Linked DNA regions of Sus scrofa: region 2 is linked to region 1. Evidence: chromatin contacts called from public HiChIP or PLAC-seq data. All regions are on one chromosome and are shown on one strand. The core of a region is the stretch at or near the end of the contact, and the rest is flanking DNA. Distances in the headings are between cores, read along the strand shown.

Region 1 (3,389 bases), core at 549-3,048:
GACGTAAGGGGGAGGGCAGAGAAGGGGGAGGGGAAAAGGAAGCTCCAAAGAGGAGCCATTTTGTGTCTAATGAATGCTGCGGCCAGATGCTCGCATCTGTCGAGCCGGGCTTCTCCCCACCCCCCTCTTCGGTGCGTGCCTCACACGATTTATGTTTTTATTTAGGAAAATAAATAAATGAAGAGAGGAGTGCGGTTCGGGGCTGGCGGCCGGAGCGGGCGCAGGGAGGTTCAACTCCAAGGCGGGCGCTCACGTGTAACTCCCAACGCACCGGCCTCCGAGCGCCCGCTTGTTCTCAGCTCCTCATTAAGATGCAAAAGCGAACTCCAGCTCCTAATGAGGGGAAAATATAGATCCGGGGCCAACCGCGGGCCCCGGGGTTCGTGCAGGTCCGCGGAGATACTTGGGAAGGGGGGTACCTAGGGCCCACCTGGGCCCGTCCACTCGGCGGTGCCCGTGGGATCTGGGGCGCGGCCACTCCAGCCTTCCAGCCGCTTGAGGCCCATGTCCCCACGGCCCGTCTGCCCTGATGTAACCCCGAGTGCAGGCGATCGAGGCTATCTGTTTGCGGGCAAACTGGACCCAGAGTCGAGTGTGCAACCGCGCGGGGAGTCCCGGAGGCGCGGCGGCGGGGGTGGGAAGAGGAGCGCACGGGGGCGGATGAGAGTCTGCACCTCCCAGGGCGTCAAGGCTGGCGGCCGAGACACCTACGGGCTTGCACGCGCGCCCCTCCACAGGCTTCCGCCGACGCGAAGACCCTGCCGGGAGCAAGCTGAGAAATCCGGGACGGAACTCGGAGCTCCCGGGCCGCGGTGGGGCCAGCAGCCACGGCATTCCCGATTCCGCTTCCCCGGCCCCGACGCTCAATGAACAGCTGCGGCGAGGGCGTAGCCGTCTCCACCAGGAAGGAGCCCCGAGTGGGGATAGCGCGGGAGGACCCGAGTGTCCGCGGGCAGTCGGGCCTTTCCATCTGCTCTGCCCGCCAAAGGAGAGTTCCTTAGGCTTCTCCCCGCGGGCAGCCGCCGCACATCAAAGACGCTGTTTATTTGGCTTTCTGAAAAGGACGAATGAACAAAGAAGAAAAGCTGGGGGCCTGGGGTGGGGGGAGTAGGAGGGCAGGAGAAGGGGAAAAGAAAGGGACACCCTCAGTTCCGAGCAAAATTTTTTTAAGGTGGCAGGCAACTTCGGGAGCCACCATTTTATCGGTCCTAAATCTTGTGAAGTGAAAACATTAAAGTGACAAAGTGATTCTGTTTGTTTTATAGTATCTAATTGGGCTGCTTTGCAGACCTAATGAGATTAGAGGGAGGAATCCTTCGCCGCCTCTGCAGAATAAACTGATACATTACTACCAGCCACAGGTTTTGAGGACTGTACAGTTTGTCTTTTTTTTCTTTTGTTGTTATTCTTCTGTCTTCTCTCTTTCCCCTCCCGCCAAATAATTATTTGCTAGTAGATCGTGGGAAAAAAGAGCGGGGGGGGGGGAAATCCTTAGCAGCCCAGTACTATAATATATATCTATTTATTATATGTCTTTCGGTTAATTCCTGATCTGAGGAGCGCTGTTTTTCACTCCCCTGCGAAAGTCACCAGCGGGTAGGGCCTGATTGCTACTTTTCATGCATAGTTTTAGACACAAGAGGGCATTGTGACGTCGCGCCCGGCGGCGCCCAGTCGCAGGCCGAGTCCGACAGCCCCACGTGGGGACCCCGCGCTCCCATTGGTTAGCGGCTGGCGAAGCTGCCACATTATTTTGTTACTTTTCAGTCCCTATTTGGAACTGCTCTCGCGGCAGTTCAGACCTCGTGCTCGTCCCCCTCGCTTGTCTGTGTGTGGTATCCGCAGGTCCGGGGCACTTTTTTTTGGTGTGTGTGTGTGTGTGTGTGCGCGCGCGCGCGCGCGCGCGTCTGGGGGGATTGTCGGGGAGCGGAGAGGAGAGCCGGGCCGAGGGGAAGGAAGGAAGCCGCAGAGGTCCCCGGTCTCGGGCTGCGTCTCCCCTCCAGCGCTCTCCTGCTTGCGCGCTCGGAGGCGGCGGCGGCGGCGGCGGCGCCAAGCGCTCCTCGCTGGGGACCCGGCCCTCGAGCTGGGAGCAGCGAGGACCCTTTTGCGGCGGTTTCCTGTGCCTGCTGGAGTTAGGATGCCAGGGCGGTTGATTCCCACCTCCTGAGCGCGGAGTTTCCTCCTCGGCCCTGGGAAGGGCTCGCAGCGGCGGCGGCGACAGAAGCAGACTGAACAGCAGGCTCTCCTCTCCAAGGGGGGGCGTCGAAGCGCCCGCGCCGGGCTCCCGCCCTCACCCTCCGGCGCTCCTGCGGCCCAAGCCGCCACCTCGGTGCTTGCCTTCTTCCTCTTCTCGCGGAGAGCTGCCCCTGGGATCGGACCTGAACGCCCTGGATGCTCGGACTGCCCCGGCGCGTCCCCCTCCCGGCGCGACGCGCTGAGTGATCCGGAGGGCGCCCGCGCTTGCCCCAGGAGGGGCCCCGGACCTCGGGACCCCGCGCCGGACCCTCCGGGGTGACGACGATGTCCGCGCAGTCTCCGGCTCTGACGCGCTCCAGGCAGTGGGGGGAAGGCGGCCGGCTTCAGTCAGCCGAACCCTAGGTGCACAAAGCCCAAGCCCACCGCCCGGCCTCGGTGCCCGCCGACGACTTTGCCGCCTGCTTCTCGGCTCTTTGTCTCCGCTTGGGGCGGGCGCCTGACTCTGGGATTTCGCTGCGAGAGCGGGCTGGGGGGGCCGGGGGCGAGCTCTCGGTTTCCCGGCCGCCCCCCGCTCGGTCTTGGCTCCCCCCTCCCCCGCACCTCCCCGACCCGAGCTCTCCGCGTTTCTACGCTCTCAGAATCACGACCCCTCCCTGCCATGTATCCGCAAGGCAGACATCCGGTGAGTAATTGCAACTTGGTTTATTTAAGCATCTATCATGGCAGGGTAAACGAGGCAGTTTATCTGGCACCTCCATTTTGCTTGTTGCTACCTTTATGGTGTGTGTGGGGTGTGTGTGTGTCTGTGCGTATGTGTGTGCGCGCGCGCGCGCTCGCACAAAGGGGATGGGATGGGGGGGCGCCGTTGCGAGAGGAGGTTAATTCCGCTCGATTGGCGGGGGGGTTGGGGGGGGCTGCCAGTGTTCCCGGGGAACTGTTTGTTTTCACGCTGTCCTCCGCCCCCTCGCCTAAGTCTTCCAACTCACTCAGCCTGTCTCCCCCACCTGGGTCTTACTTGGGAAGGGGTGCCCCTTCTAAAAAGGAATGGGAGCCCCGCGGCCAATAGGGAGAGATCTCCCCCCCACGCCCCTTCGGAGAGCTGAGAAACTTGCTGGGAAGGTTCTGGGCCGTGAGGGTGGCCTCTCCGGTTGGGTGGGGGCGGGGGGAGACCAGAGGAAACCACCGAGGGGCCT
Region 2 (3,389 bases), core at 275-2,774, 230 kb before region 1:
GGTAATATACATCATGGTCACTTGGAGTTTATCCCAGGAATAAAGGTTGGTTCAATATTCAAAAAACCAAACAATATAATTCACCAAATTAATAGAATAAAAGAGAAAAATCATAAGATCATAGGTCCAAAAGAGCATTTTACAAAAATCAGCATCTATTGATCATAAAAAAATTCTCAGAAAGCTGGGAATAGAGGATAACTTCCTTAATATCATACAGGGTATCTAAAAAAATTAACCACACCATAAATATAACCAATCTAAAATATTAGATGCTTTCCTCTAGGATGGGAATTAAGCCATAATGTCTGGTCTTGCCACTTCTGTTCAGCTTTGTATTGGAGATTTCAGACAATGCAATAAGGTAGAATAATAATAATAAAAAAGAAATAGAGGAATTAAAATGTGAACAAAAGAATTAAAACTCTCTTTACAGATAACGTGATTCTTTACATCGAAAATCCTAGGGAACCTACAAAGCAGCTCCTAGAACCAAATCTATACAAGTCTATACACTAGCAGCAAAAGATTGGAAAATAAAATTTTAAGTGCTCTTTTACATTAATATTCCAATGCCCAAAATACTTAGGAATAAATTGAAGAAAATATGGATAATATTTATCATAAAATGACAAAACACTGCTGAAAGATATTTTTTAAAAAACCTTGTAAGTAAAGAGATATTCTATGTTGATGAGTTGAAAAACTCAATATTGTTAAGGTATCAATTCTGCCTAAATTTAAAGTAATTCCAAGTATAATCTCCACAGATGTTTTTGTAGAAAATGACAAGAAACACGTTATTAAGAATTTATATGGAAAAGCAAAGATATAGATAGTTAAAACAATATTGCCAAAGAGAGGAGAACTTAAACTACCTGATTCAACACTTATGGTAAAGCTACGTAATCAAGACAGTGTGGCATCAGCATAAGGAAAGACAGATAAATAGAAGAGACCAGGGAGACCAGAAATAGACCCACAAAGAGACAGTGAATTGATTTTCACCCAAGGTTCTGAAGCAATATCATGGGACAGAAAAGCCTTTGCAACAATATTAAACACCTGGATATATATGGTAAAAACCAACTTAGCCCTCTACCTCTCACCACACCCAAATACTAATTTGAGCTATATCATAGACTTGAAGGTAAATGTTAAGATTATAAAGAGTTCTCACTGTGGTTCAGCAGATTGAGAACCCAACATTGTCTCTGTGAGGATGTGGGTTCCATCCCTGACCTCGCTCAGTGGTGTTGCCACAAGCTGTGGCATAGGTTGCAGATGTGGCTCATATCTGGCATTGCTGTGGCTGTGGCTCTGGTGTAGGCTGGCAGCTGCAACTCCAGTTCAACCCCTAGCCTGGGAACCTCCATATGCCACAAGTACAGTCCTAAAAAGAAAAAGAAAAAAAAATAATAACGTTTTTAGGAGAAAATGCTTGTGACTCTGGGGTGTGTGAATAGCCAGTAAACACAGGAAGCTGTGCTCATCATCATTAGTCATCAGGGAAATGCAAATGAAGATCACAATGAGCTACCATTGTTCACACCCAAGAGTGGTTAAAACTAAAAAGACCAGCAGGAGTTCCCATCATGGCGCAAGGGAAACAAATCCGATTAGGAACCATGAGGTTGCAGGTTTGATCCCTGGCCTTGCTCAGTGGATTAAGGACCCGACATTGCCGTGAGCTGTGGTGTAGGTCACAGATATGGCTCGAATACTGTGTTGCTGTGGCTGTGGTGTAGGCCAGCAGCTACAGCTCCGATTAGACCCATATGCCATGGGTTCAGGCCCTAGACCAGCAACATGAAACCTTGGTGAGGATAAAGAGCTGGTGGACTGCCACTCCCCCACATTTGTGCAGATAGTGTAAGCAGTACAACTGCTTCAATGATAAATTTCTTCTAAATTTTAAATATTTGCCTCCTTATGATCCAGCAGTTCTACTCTTAGATTTTTAATTGAAGAGAATGAAAGCCTGTGTCCACACAGTGTCTGGTACATGGATGCTTGGTGCAGCTTTCTTCGCAATAGCCCCAAACTGGAAACAACAGAACTGCCAGTGAACAGAGGCAAACCAACAGGTGTGGGTTCACATGCTGGGCTAGGAGTCAGAGGATATTGGATTCAAATACCGATGCACACAACAGCTGGATGAACTTCACAGACCTTGGGCTGAGTGGAAAAAAAATAATACAAGATAATAAACCTAGGGTGATTGTTCTGACATGAAGCTCTAGAATTTGGGTATGGTGAAAGAAATCAGAAGAATGGCACCTTTGGGGTGACTGTAACTGGAAGGGACACAAAAGAACTTTCTGGGGCAATGGAATGTTTTGTAACTTGGGTGACGTGGTATATACGTCCATCAAAAGTCGTTGCATTACACACAAAAGACAGGTATATGGCACCCTCTGAAGATTTTGCTGCAGTTAAAAAACAAAACAATGAAGAAGTTAAAAAAAAAAAAATCATTAGAACTCTGCCATTCCAGGCGGCTTGAGTGCAAAGACCTGGAGCATGATCCCACCATGGCCTGTGGCCACTGTCAGCACTTTTCTTCCTCTACATTAGCTGGGGCTGAGGCGGGAATGGTTCAGCAGATGGAAAGCCCAAGAAGCGTGGCCTGGCCTGGCCCAGCTGCCTGAACGAGTCACTTCAGCTTAAGAAGCATCTATAAATTAATCCTGAAGTCTGTGTGAGTCCATCAGTGTTACACATTGGTCTTCTGCATGTGCGCACGTGTGTGTGTGTGTGTGTGTGTGTGTGTGTTATTTTAAGCCTCCTCCCTCTCCCTCTGCTGCCATTGCCTTCAGAAAAAAATCACCATTCTCTTGGGGTGATGTGTGACCCCCCAATCAGAGGATAAGTTGTCTGGCCAACTCGGGCAGCCAGCAAAGGAAAATTTCCTGGAGGGTCACGCCCGCCACCAGTTGGATCTGAAAGGATGCATGCTTTCTCACAGCTCTGTGTCCCAGGGGCTGGAGCAAACCAGATGACCTGGAAAAGATACACAAATAGAGTGTCCGGCTGATGACGCTTGTGCTATTCCAGCCCAGTCCTTTCTGGAAACCCCCTCTTCCCTAGCACCAGCATCACCTCTGAGTTTCCTGTTGCTTGGAAACCACACAGATGATGTGCTCACAAGACAAGGGAGAAGGGGACAGAGAAGGAAGAGAAGAACTGAGGAGAGGAGCCAAGACAGAGAAACGCAGAGGGATGTTTAAATAAAAAGGATGAAGACGAGGGGGAAGAAGAGGGAAGGCAATTGGTACATTAGCAACAATTTCATCCTTTTGTATAGGGTCTGGGCCTTTTCATAATGCCCACATCTTTCACCCTGAGGTGGGCCAGCCGGGTATCGGGAACTCCGTTTTACAGATGGA

Evidence for each region. HiChIP or PLAC-seq counts read pairs in DNA pulled down with a chosen protein or histone mark.
Region 2: an H3K27ac HiChIP or PLAC-seq map of alveolar macrophages shows a contact between it and region 1. The contact joins the enhancer-like site here to the promoter of TLE3 in region 1. A contact is called at or near these places in 4 of 5 promoter capture datasets (fetal liver, fetal skeletal muscle and liver), 7 of 47 Hi-C or Micro-C datasets (alveolar macrophages, embryonic fibroblasts, heart right ventricle and 3 more) and 2 of 2 datasets of contacts at active chromatin or transcription factors (alveolar macrophages and skeletal muscle).

The regions. Positions count from the first base shown.
Region 1 is chr1:167,854,322-167,857,710 of Sscrofa11.1, reverse strand. It overlaps TLE3 (transducin-like enhancer protein 3), which reads left to right and starts at 1,798. Exons shown (of 20, transcript XM_021100790.1): 1 at 1,798-2,878. The coding sequence starts at 2,855.
Region 2 is chr1:168,080,821-168,084,209 of Sscrofa11.1, reverse strand. It overlaps LOC110261998 (a long non-coding RNA gene), which reads right to left. Exons shown (of 3, transcript XR_002346479.1): 3 at 1,709-3,003. Among named protein-coding and RNA genes, the nearest start is that of TLE3, 230 kb to the right of the region's middle. Within about 2 kb of position 1,524, at least 2 of the 83 cell types and tissues checked have an H3K27ac peak or open chromatin away from gene starts, as enhancers often do. A contact at or near this core is called in alveolar macrophages, where this site is marked.